Linked DNA regions of Gossypium hirsutum: region 2 is linked to region 1. Evidence: chromatin contacts called from public Hi-C data. All regions are on one chromosome and are shown on one strand. The core of a region is the stretch at or near the end of the contact, and the rest is flanking DNA. Distances in the headings are between cores, read along the strand shown. Region 1 holds the start of LOC107962243 (F-box protein At1g78280). Region 2 has its middle 54 kb from the start of LOC107917422.

Region 1 (6,198 bases), core at 1,999-4,498:
ATTAGATAGTCTTGATGGACTTCCCACATTTCAAATAGTCCTTACGGACTTCCACATATATAGTATTTCCATGGCTATGGTCTTCCATTCATCCTACTAAGGGCTCTTATACTTCCCACACAAGGGGGTCTCATATACTGGTGCGCACCGTTCTCTATATCATTTCAAATATCATTTCTTAGCTCAATCCAACGAAACCTCCATCAAAGTCACACACATATAATGCATATGCAACCCATGCATAACCATCCAAACCTCCACAAAGCCACATAAATAAAATGCATATCATACAAACATTCTACCAATAAATGCTATGAATCATATGACATACAACATGCCAATCATTGCATTGAAATATCATAATCATACATACTATCAGCCAGCCATATCATTTTAATATACAATAATGCATTACACCAAACAAACTGTTTACCCAACACAACTAGCTTACAACCAATAGTAAATTTTCATACCTCACTATTTACAATTACCATGTATCATTGCTTCGCTATAACATACTCGTAGTTTGGCCATTCGATAATTCATCATTCACATAACACTAAAGTAAACCTATTCTACTCATGAAACTATACAAAAACATCCATTTACTAGCTGAGTATAGGAATTCACCTGGAAGTTGACGCCAAATCCATCTACTAAGCCCTATTCCCTTGTTACTCGAGCCTCTTTAATCAATACAACATAACAACCATTTTAGAATCCAACTACGCCTATTCATTATAATAGAAACCATAATCTCTTTGCATGCAAGGGTCATATAAATGGTTACTTGCCATTTTACCCAAAACAGAGTAGAACCAATAATGAACTAAAATCCTTAACTAGCTTTTTTTTCTTAATTCTGATAATACAAGGATATTAGAAAACTTACCAGCTTACAAGATTTCTAATTTCTAATACTTAAACCTCAATCTCTGCTCTCCATGCACGAACGTTCCTTAATCTTCTCTCTTTTATTGCAAACTAGAGAAATGAAGAAGAAGAACAGAAAAATAAAAGAATCCTTCCCGGTGAAGGATATATATAGTCCCTCCAACCCCTTTAACTAAAACCAATTCACAGCCACCTAGAAATACCTTAATCATCATGTCTCTCACTAACATATACTTAGTTCAAAACTAACGGAACTATGGTTGAAATCCAACTTTCCCTCAACCAGCCCGCTACTTGTTCTTATTTGCAAAAAAAACCCGCCAGATTAGAGAACCTTTGAATTTAGTATGCCAAACTCTTTTGCTACATAAGATTTTACAATCTGAGTGTGACATTCATCCAAAGTGTCATAGGATAATTCTAACTCACCTCTCATTTACAAATGATCTTTTAATCTTTGTAAAAGGTTTAGCTGATTCAGTGGTTGGAGTCTGGTGTATTTTGTAAGAATTTTACACTATTTTTGGCCTTCAACTCAATGCTGCTAAGACTGAGATCTTCCTTGTCATGGTGGCTGTAATTGGGTTTACATACATTACCTTGGTGTGCCTTTGGTGCCTAATGTTGATTGCAAACCCTTCATTGAGAAGATAACTTGTAGGATTAATTATTGGTCTGATTAATTATTGGTCTCCCAAACACTTAATTTTGCTGGTAAACTTCAACTGATCAAATATGTTCTCTTCAGCGTGCAAGCTTTATAGAGCAGATAGTACCTTCTACCTAAGTTTGTTCTCTAGAGTACTACCTAGTTGTCCCTAAGATTTTTCTAGAAGGGGTCCAATAGCAGTGCTGTAGGGGTTAGGGTGAGCACCATCTGCTTACTCAAGTCAGAGAGAGGATTAAGCATCAGAAATTTAGAGGAGTGGAACAAAGTTTGCATGTCTTAACTAATTCCAGTCTTGCTTGCTTCTGAGGGTTCCTTACGGATTGCTTGGATCCAAATGTATGCGTCAAAAGGGGATTCTTTTTGGAATGTTTCTTTGAATTCCTCTAGTAGTTGGACATGGAGGAGGCTCCTTAATCTGAGGGATCTTGCTGCTGAATTTATTTTGCGGTTCCCTACTCAAATGAAAGGGGAAAAGGCAGAGGCTTATCTGGTTTCCACTTCATGTGCCTAAACACTCACTTATTGCATAGATGGATATTTTGAACAGGCTACCTATAAGAGATTGGTTAATTGCTTGTGGTTTTAACATTGATAGCAGTTGCCTTTAATGTTCCTCTGCTACTGAAAACAAGAGACTGCATCTTTTTTGAACGTGAGTTCGCCCGAGGGCTTTGGGGATTGATTTTGGTTCTCTACGGCATTACAAGATCTATTGGGACTTGGATTCAAGAGTTGAATTGGGCTATGAATTAATTGAAAGGTAAGTCTCTCATAGTTTGCATTCTCAAACTTGCATGGACTGCATTTATACATATCATTTGGTTTGAGCGGAATGGCAGACTCTTTGGCAAACCTTCTAATCTGGTGGAGGTCTTGCTTGCAAGAATTCAAGAAGTGCTGAGAGTTCGGCTGAATGGTAAACAGATTAATAAGATGTACACCATTAACAAACACCTTTGCTTGAATTGGGGCTTATCTAGTACATGAATGTATAGTTTTGTTGTATAGTTTCTTGTTGAGTGATGTTGTTCATGTAGCAGGTTTTTTTTTTCTTTTTGGTAATGAATTCTTCACTTATCAAAAAAAAAATTAAGTTTGATAGTTTTGTTGAATTCAATTCAACTCTAAATTCAAAAATAATAACATTTTCTTTATTTTCATCATTTGGACTGTTTTGGTTTAAGAAAACAGTGAAAATTTTATTTTACAGATAAATTTTGCGAGTGATATTATATAAATGATTTTACATTTTAAAAACATGCTTGTTGAAACAAGTTTATTTTTTATATATGAATAACGAAATCGTCAGTCTTTGTTTGGAGAACATTTTGTTTAAATTAAAGCTGATATTAGAGAAATGAAATTATTTAGAGCTTCGAGAAGTTTCAGTTGCAGAGATAATGGAGCGAAATTGGAAGATTAGGGGAGAGATGGAGTTAAATGTTTGTAATTGACTAGAAAAAAATTTATATGTAACAATGACATAAAAAAAAATGATAATATGTATTAATTTAATTGATTGAGCCCATATCCTATGTGATGGGAATGGTCCATTAGTTTAAACATATGGATGAGATAGTGTCTAAAAGTTGGACTTTTATACAATGATGTTTCGGAGTTAAGCCCATATAGAGGATATGGTTGTAACTTAGATACATCTCGTCTGGCCGATTGATTTGCCCTGCTGATTGTCTGCTAATGTTATTTGCTTGAGTCTCCCCCTTCTTTTTTTATTTTCGATGGTGGAAACCTGATTCAACTTAAGATTGTTCCTATTTCCTTAGTTTGTATCTTAGGGTTTTTCGACCTCTTGCACTCTCTGTTGTACTACCCATATTATTTATCTTGTGCGAGACATCTTTCTCTGCTTGTGACTTTTCTTCCAATGGAAGTTATAAATTTTAATTAATATATAGCATTGAAAGTCTTAGTAGACACGTGGCAACGCGCTCTGCGTTATTTCCAAGCAAAGTTGTTTAAAAGACGACGAAACAAATCTATATTACCTTTAATCTGTTTGCTTCGATCGATCCCCATATTCCCTCTGACCCCCCCCCCCCAAAATAAAAAAAACCTGAACTCATCAATGGAAAATTCTCATGAATCCCAGAGTTTGCATCTCAAAGACCGCCGCGTGGATGCCCTGGGCAACTTCAACCTCCTCCCCGACGAACTCATTTGTGCCATCTTAGATTACCTCACTCCTCTTGAAATAGCTCGTCTCGCTTGTGTCAGCAGGTTTTTGTTTTTCTTTGCTCTCTTTTTATTCTTAATTTTTCCAATTCCCATATTCTCGCTTTTTAATCTTCTTCTGTCTAATATATTTTCTTATTTTGAGTTTGCATTTTTAGTGTTATGTATATATTCTGCAATGAAGAGCCGCTTTGGATGAGCCTTTGCCTCAAGAAAGTCAACGGTCCACTTCCATACAAAGGCTCCTGGAAAAAGACGACGTTGCATTTGTATTTTCATCTTTGCAGCTGAAACTGAAACTTAAATTTCCTATTTTCTTTTTGCTTCAATTTTGTATTTTAGTATCTAATATCGCTGGCTTTTTATTTATTTATAATAATTTTAATGCAGAGAGAATTTGCCGAATAAATATATAGACTATTGCCGAAAACCATTGCAGTTTGATGGTAAATAGCCTCACGTTTTTGTTTTTATGAAAATAAATCCTTTCTTTATTTAAATGATGGCATTGATTTGAGTAATTGTTAACATATATATATTATATTTTTTTTTTGGGGGGGGGGGAGGGGGCTGCAGGATTTCACTCTTTCTTCTTATACAAAAGATTATATAGGTGCCATACTACATTAGACGGATTTTCTTTCGATGATGGAAATGTTGAAAGACAAAACGATTTATCAAAGGAACAGTTTGATCGCGAATATGATGGGAAAAAACCGGTATGCTACATATATTTTATGTTTGTTTTCAGTAAATTGTGTTGAACTCACTGCTTCTGTCAATGATTGCTATGGTATCCCCTACATATTTGTCCTTTGTTGAGTATTTAAAAGAAATCTGTTGCATTATATCTGTAAATGTTGCACTCTTCCTTAATGCCAGATTTTATGAGTTAAGCAGCTGGATAACAATTTCTGCTTTTTGGATGGGGTTCTTGCTAATTACATTCCAGGTTTTGCTCACTGGATTGGCCGAGTATTGGCCCGCAAGGACTAATTGGACAATTGACAAACTACTGCTCAAATATGGAGATACAGCATTTAAGATCTCTCAAAGAACTGCTGGAAAAATTTCAATGAAATTCAAGGATTATGTATCATACATGAACGAACAGCATGATGAGGATCCTCTTTATATTTTTGATCACAAGGTGAGCTTAGGGTAGTCATAACATTCATACATTTGTGTGCCTATTTATGTGCAAGTATGTGCTTGGCTTTTTTTTCCCTCTCCTTGGGGAGCATGATGGAATAGTGGCCTCTTTAGAAAAACCTCAAAGTATTATGATTGTTTGTCATGTAGTTTGGAGAATCTGCACCTGGGTTATTGGAAGATTACAATGTGGCCCAAATATTTCAAGAAGACTTCTTTGATGTTCTAGATAGAGATAGTCGACCACCATTCAGATGGCTTATCATTGGGCCAGAGAGGTCTGGTGCCTCTTGGCATGTTGATCCAGCACTTACCAGCGCCTGGAATACCCTTCTATGTGGTCTTAAAAGGTATTTTTGAGATGTTACCTCTGTATTTATAAAATGCTTCCATGTGGTGATTTTGGATTTCACATTTTGTGCCTCCTGCTTAATAACAGTGGAAGTCTGTTTGTGGAGCTCATTTAGGAATATCCAACAACTTCATTAAACTTTATCTTTTATTGATTTCATTTGACCTTATACTAGTGCTCTGGTTATTAGTCCATAAAGTGCCTGATAACTGAATTTGGCTGCATAAGGTTGTCTTTTTTGTTTCTTCACTATGGCTGAAAAGCTGATATCCAGGATGTCATTTGTCAATTTTTTGGGCAGGTGGGCGTTGTATCCTCCTGGAAGAGTTCCTTTGGGCGTTACAGTGCATGTAAATGATGAAGATGGTGATGTCAACATTGATACTCCATCATCATTACAGGTAATCTAAACTATGGTCCTTTGCTTGATCTCCTAGTTCTTATCACATTTCTTCGGATTACTTTTGTTGAATCTTTTTTTTCTTTTTGTGTACAGTGGTGGCTAGATTATTATCCACTTCTTGCTGATGAAGACAAGCCAATTGAGTGTACTCAGCTACCTGGGGAGACAATATTTGTTCCAAGCGGATGGTGGCACTGTGTCCTGAATTTGGAAACAACTGTTGCAGTGACACAAAATTTTGTAAATCCAAGGAACTTCGAATTTGTATGTCTAGATATGGCTCCAGGATTCCAACATAAAGGAGTTTGTCGTGTTGGATTACTTGCTGTTGATGGAGGCTGTTTAGTGAACATGGAGAAAAACATGTCCTGTGACAAAGACAATTTTAATAATTCAGACCTGACTAGGAAAGAGAAGCGGGTCAAAATTCTAAGATCCCAAGAGAGTGAAAATCATGAAGAAACAGCTAATGCTGCTTCTAGAAGATATAATTTATGGAAACATGGTTTTTCTTATGATATAAATTACTTGACC
Region 2 (6,198 bases), core at 1,543-4,042, 540 kb before region 1:
CAAATAGGACTCCAATTCCCTTCCAAGATAGCAGCCTGAATCAGATGACCAAGCCACTCCATACAGAGCACAAACGGATAAGGAGAAAGAGGACACCCTTGACGGATTCCTCTAGCAGGACTGAATTTAGACAAAGGAACTCCATTCCACATAACCTGCATAGTAGAAGTGGAAATAGAAGACATAATAATGTTAATAAGATAATCAAGGATACCTGTCGCTCGGAGAGAAGCTTCGATGAATTCCTAGCTAACTCTATCATAAGCTTTCTCCAGATCGATTTTGATCGCCATCCTTTTCTTTCTTTTCTGACATCTCATGGAATGAATTACTTCTTGAGCTAAAATGATGTTGTCGTTTATGCTCCTACCTACAATAAATCCCGCCTGTTCCTGAGCAATAATTTTACAAAAAATGTACTTGAAACGATTAGCGATTACCTTCATCGTCAATTTATAGAGGACCGAGCATGGACTTATCAGCCAGAATTGACCAAAGGTCTCTGGATTCTGAACCTTTGGAATTAAAACAATAAGGGTATTGTTCATATCAGCCTCAATGGGGTTACCCTCAAAAATTTGCTTAATCCAGTCACAAACTGTACCACCTATAAAGTCCCAATGTTTTTGGAAGAAAAGGGCATGAAAACCATCATTGCCTAGAGCCTTAAGCGGAGCCATGTCAAAAAGAGCTACCTTAATTTCCTCATTAGAGACCGGTTTCCTTAAAAAACCAATATCCACAGGATCAAGATGAGGAAACCTATTTGGAGGAAGAGTGCCCAAAGGATCAGGAACATCTTTGTATAATCTTTGAAAGAACACATTAGCTTCTCTTTCAATAAGCTCCGGGTCATAAATCCAGTTGCCATCAGAATCTCGAATGGCATGAATATGGTTATTTTTTCTTCTCTGCAGAGCACGAGTATGGAAGTATTTTGTATTCCTATCACCCATTTTTAGCCAATCACACATCGCTTTTTGCCTCCAAAGAAGTTCCTCATGGTGAAGAACATTTTCAAGCTCTTGGTGGAGAGATAAGTCTATCTGGTTTAAATGATGAGTATCGTGATAATCACTTCTCTTCTGAATGCAAGCAATTCTATTGATAAGATCTCTCTTACGAGTAGTAATATTACCGTAAACATTTTTATTCCATTCCTTAAGCTTATGAGTGAACCTTCCAAGAGTCTCAGTGAAATTGCCAGAAGAATCCCAGTTCTCCTTTAAGAAATTCTCAAACCCCGGGTGTTCAATCCAACCCGCTAAAAATCTAAACGGTCTTTCCCTGGGTTGAGAAATACTCGAGTTAAGAACCAAAAGAATAGGACGATGGTCCGACTTAATTTTTGGAAGGTGAATAAGCCTACAATTGGGAAAATTCTGTATCCAAGCCCCATTCCCCAAAGCGCGATCAAGTCTAACAGACAAAGAACCTCTATGCCAAGTGAAAGGTGGTTCTTTGAAACCTAAGTCAAGCAAATTCGCCGATTCAACAAAATCTCCAAAATGGGGGCAGCGTATACCTTCAGTAAGACTTCCAGTCTTTTCAGAAGATGCAAGGATCGCATTAAAATCTCCAATGGCCATCCAGGGAAATTGACCAAGAAAAACAATATTCCTTAAATTATCCCAAAGAAGTTGACGCTTTTGCCTATTGGGACTACCATACACGAAAGAAATCATGATAGGATGTACTGAAGGTTTCTTCCAAACCCGAGTTAAGATGAATTGCGAATGATTACAAATCACCTCAAGACAAACAGAGTCTTTCTAACCTAACCAAATGCCTCCAGAAAACCCAATTGCCTCCACCCGATGTGAGTACTGAAATCCCAACTTAGCAATAATTTTGTTAGCCTTAGCCCCGCTGACTCTCGGCTCAAGAAAGCTAACAATGTCAGGTTTATATTCCATATCATACTCTCAAAAAATTCTAAGAAACTTAATATTAGCACATCCTTGACAATTCTAGGAAAATATAGTGATATTCATTAAAACCAAAAAGTATGAGAGAAAGAAAAAACAAACCTATCTTTTAGGACCTTTCTTTACCTTCCAACTCAGATTCAGCAATCTCGGATACATCACTTGGATTACAGCTGGGAATTTTGGAAGATAAAAATTCCGCCATCTTCTTCATGGACTCAGCAAGAGAAATGCGTGTGTTTCCAGAATTTTTGAAACGACTACCTCGACCCCATAAAGTAAAAGAGGGCTTACGATTGCTTCGGGAACTACCGCCTTTTTGGTGTTTGGAATTATTTATTGGAGTGTTCACGACCACATTCGGGAGTTCCATGGGTCTTGAATCCAATTTAACCTGCTGGTTAGAAGGAACATTATTATTATTATTATTATTATTATTAAAAATAATAGCTGAATGCTTACCTGGGTCTAGTGTATTATCGGAGATAGGGACAATAATGCCTTCGGATTCGTCAAATACAGGGTTGTATCTTGCTTTAATTTTTTCCATATTTTCAATGTCTAAACTGCTCAAATTATTAGGAACCAAAAGGCCTTGACCATCTGCACCATTAGAAGAATTATTAGTTTTAGAAAAATTAGGATTCGGGGCCACTGGAATAGAATTTGAAAAAGAAAAGGGAGATTTAGCCGATTGATCCCCAATGTTTCCCAAATGACCGTCTAAAATTATTGGCCTCTTCCCCAAAGCTTTGTCCAAACTCTTATTATACTTTTGACCCGTTTCTTGTAAAGAGACTCTACCCACTTCCATGCCCCTATCAGACCCATTAGTAAGGCCCACAAATCCACCTACATGTCCGGCCTTGTTAGAAAGAAACTCCCCATTCTCTTGATTAACCCTAGATTTAAGATTAATTTGAGCACCACCCTCCTTTCTATTAGCCCCCCTAAATCTCCTCCATCCGAAGATCTCCTTTCATCACAAAGATCCTCCTCCCCCATCAACGTCGAGAATCGAGACCCTAAAGCCTGATTTTTTTATTTCCCCGTGATTTCCGCTAGAGAATCCTTCTTCCCCCGCCGAGAATATCGCTTCTCTACTAATATCCATGGCCCAAAATCTGCCTATTTTCCTCCGGTTCCGTTAGCTGAAGAGACGCCGTCCGACTTGCCTTTATTTGTGTCACCTACCACCGTCGCCGGCTCACCTAGAGGTACTGGCCGATTTTGTTCCGTTTCAGATAGTGGGCACAAATCTTTAACGTGCCCGTATTTGCCGCAAGAGAAACAGACAGTCGGGAAGGATTCGTATTCCACTTGCTGAACTACTCCATCAACTAGAACCTGAGAAATCAAAGGTTCTATCAAGTTAATATAGACGGCTAAACGCGCGAATCTTCCTCTGGTTTGATTATCCGTCTGAACGTCGAGTTTGACGACTTTTCCAATGAGACTTTCAATAGCCTCTATTATCTTTCTTTTGTAGAGATGTCCCGGGAGATTCGGCAAACGAATCCAGGCTAGCACCATGCTAGGATAGGGTTGCTCTGGACTGAAATGCTTGGTCCAAGGTTGCACTGTCAAATATTGGCCGTAAACAGTCTAAGGTCCTTGCGATAAGACTCTGTTATAATCCTCAACGGCCTGAAATTTAACAAGGTAATACCCGTTGATGGTATCCATTATACGAATAGATTTCATTGGTTTCCAAAGAGAGAAAATTCGATTGTGTAAAGCGTTGTAACCAATGTTACGCCCTAACAATTTGACAATGATCGTTAGCTCCATTTCTTTAAACAGGATATTTTTTAAGCGATCAGAGAAAGAGATAGCCGGAACACCATCAAGGATAGTTTTATTAACGTCCCCTTCAAGTAACTCAAAATCAATATCACTCCCTTCAGAAAAAGCAATGCGATTTGGACTAAGTTCACCCGAAGAGCCCCCCAAAAGTTTGTCTTTCCATGACAAATTTTCTTCTGGGGCTGGATCCCCATCCATGGATATATCATCTTCAACAAGATTATCTTTGAACCTCACTTTTTTGGTATTTCTGTCATTATCGGGGTGGGTTTCGCCATCCTCATTGTCACCGGAAAGTTGCGAACTAGAGAGCATTGTAAAATATGATATTCTTTCAAACATACATAATAGTTACTTATTAGTAACATATGCCATATTTTCTTAAATTACTATTTATTGTATTTAATGAAATAATTATGCAGTGGTAAACTCTGACCATTACTTAATACATGAGATTTAATTGCATTTTAAATTATAAAGTAACTAGAATGAGGAACAATTGATAACATAATGATATTAATATTATAACGGGTGAGTATTTGGTACATTAATAGTATATATTTTTATTCCACAAGTAATTTTAAAAAATTAACATGTGTCTTTTTTTTAAAATATATTTTTAAAATATTTTATTATACTCTTATAAAATACTTATCAATCCCCTAATCTTACATGTGAAGTCTAAAAACTTTATTAGTAGTATACCAAATATTTTTCCTATTATAAAAAGGTAAAAATATTTAAATGTTTTAAATTTAGAGAAAAATCCACTTACATAATATAAATATTAAAATAGTTTTAAACTGTGTGAATGAATTCCCTTTAAATTTTATTTTATGATTTCCTATTAATTTCATTATATTTTTATTCATTACATCTATACTAACAATAAATATCTTATATTCAAACTAAGCATAATTAATTAAATGTATTTATTATCATTATTTTGAATAATAACTTGTTTTTTTTTATAAAACTCTACCCGCTTAAAAAATCTGCACAAATTTATTTTTGATGAACTTTTTTAAAGTGCATGAAATTTATTTATTTGTCTATTCACATAATATATAATTAGAGCGATTAAAATATGTTACAAGTCCTTATACTATATGATAAAGTTCATTTTAATCTCTTTATTATTAAATGAAATATTTTAGTTTCTAACTCTCTATACATTTAAAATGATGATATTGTAAATGATGATATTTTAGTCTCTGCACATTAATTTTACCGTTAATAAAATTGCATGGCTTAGCATTAAATCAAAATGCTAAACAATAGTTTTGAAGAATGAATAGAGACAAGAAATTGATTTTGTTTTTAACCACAAATTGTTTTTGATTAAGTTTTAGTACATAATTGTTGCGTTTAAATTATTTGTTCTTTGGTCCATGTTAACTACCGTTAAGTCATGTCATTCAATTTTTTCAAAACAAGTAAACTTTTTAATTTGATTTAATATCACCTCAGTTGACGTTAAGCCATGCCATTTCATGACCAGTAAGGCTAATGTGTAGGGACTAAAATATTATATTTTCAAACATGCAGGGATTAAAATGCTCCTTTTAGTAATAAAGGACTAAAATGAACTTTTTAATATGATACAAGGACTTGTAATAATCTTTAACCTAATTAGAGTTAGCTTGTTACTCATTTTAGGTGTGGGCTTGTTTTAATTATTTAATATACTAGTATGGTTTCACCACGCTTTGTGTTGAGTTAATTAATTTTTTAGACTAAATTATAAAATAAAAATTTGAAGGTTAAAATATGTTCTAAATATCTATGTTTTTTGTACATTTGAAATTTAATCTAAATATTTTTATTTTCAGGAATTTAATTCATTTACTTTTGGAACTTAAAATTTTTGGTATGGTTTTAATGTTATTAAAATTGTTCTATTAAATTCGCTAGTTTCACGTATCAAAACTATAAAGCATTACATGGTAGCCATGTAAGAAAAGGGCATTGGAATAGACTTGAATTTAACATAAAATTTTAAAGTGTTGACAATTCTTAAAAATTTACATCAATATTTTAATAAAAAAAGTTTTTTGACTAACTAATGATATTAAAAAAAATTGAAGTACCGAATTATGTCAAAAATTTAAGTGTAGAAATTAAATTTCAAATTTGAGTATAGTATAGAGACTAAAATTAAAATTTGACCATTATTATATAATGTCAAAAAAAGGTAAAATGCTATGTATTTGGACAGGTATATACCAACATTTTGATCATAATAAAATATTTATGCTAACAATGACATATAAAAGTTGAGGTACTAAATTATATAAAAAAATAAAGCATAAAGATTGAATTTCAAATTAAAGCATAAAGATTGAACCAAAACTAAAATTTGACCATTTTTATATAATCTCAAAAAAGAAGTGAAAAGGTTGTATATTCGGACACATGCATGTCAACATTTTAATCAGAATGAAGTATTTCGACTAACTTTGCC

What was found. A called contact is a pair of places that touch in the nucleus more often than the background predicts.
Region 2: a contact with region 1 is called in a Hi-C map of leaf, with 2.2 times the contacts expected there. The contact joins the enhancer-like site here to the promoter of LOC107962243 in region 1. A contact is called at or near these places in 5 of 34 Hi-C or Micro-C datasets (leaf and seedling).

Annotation. Positions count from the first base shown.
Region 1 is chrA01:40,590,144-40,596,341 of Gossypium_hirsutum_v2.1, reverse strand. It overlaps LOC107962243 (F-box protein At1g78280), which reads left to right and starts at 3,248. Exons shown (of 16, transcript XM_016898561.2): 1 at 3,248-3,802; 2 at 3,916-4,026; 3 at 4,148-4,203; 4 at 4,334-4,476; 5 at 4,710-4,907; 6 at 5,060-5,259; 7 at 5,563-5,662; 8 at 5,758-6,198. The coding sequence starts at 3,651.
Region 2 is chrA01:41,126,020-41,132,217 of Gossypium_hirsutum_v2.1, reverse strand. No RefSeq gene overlaps it. Among protein-coding and RNA genes, the nearest start is that of LOC107917422, 54 kb to the left of the region's middle. Within about 2 kb of position 2,792, at least 8 of the 9 cell types and tissues checked have an H3K27ac peak or open chromatin away from gene starts, as enhancers often do. A contact at or near this core is called in leaf, where this site is marked.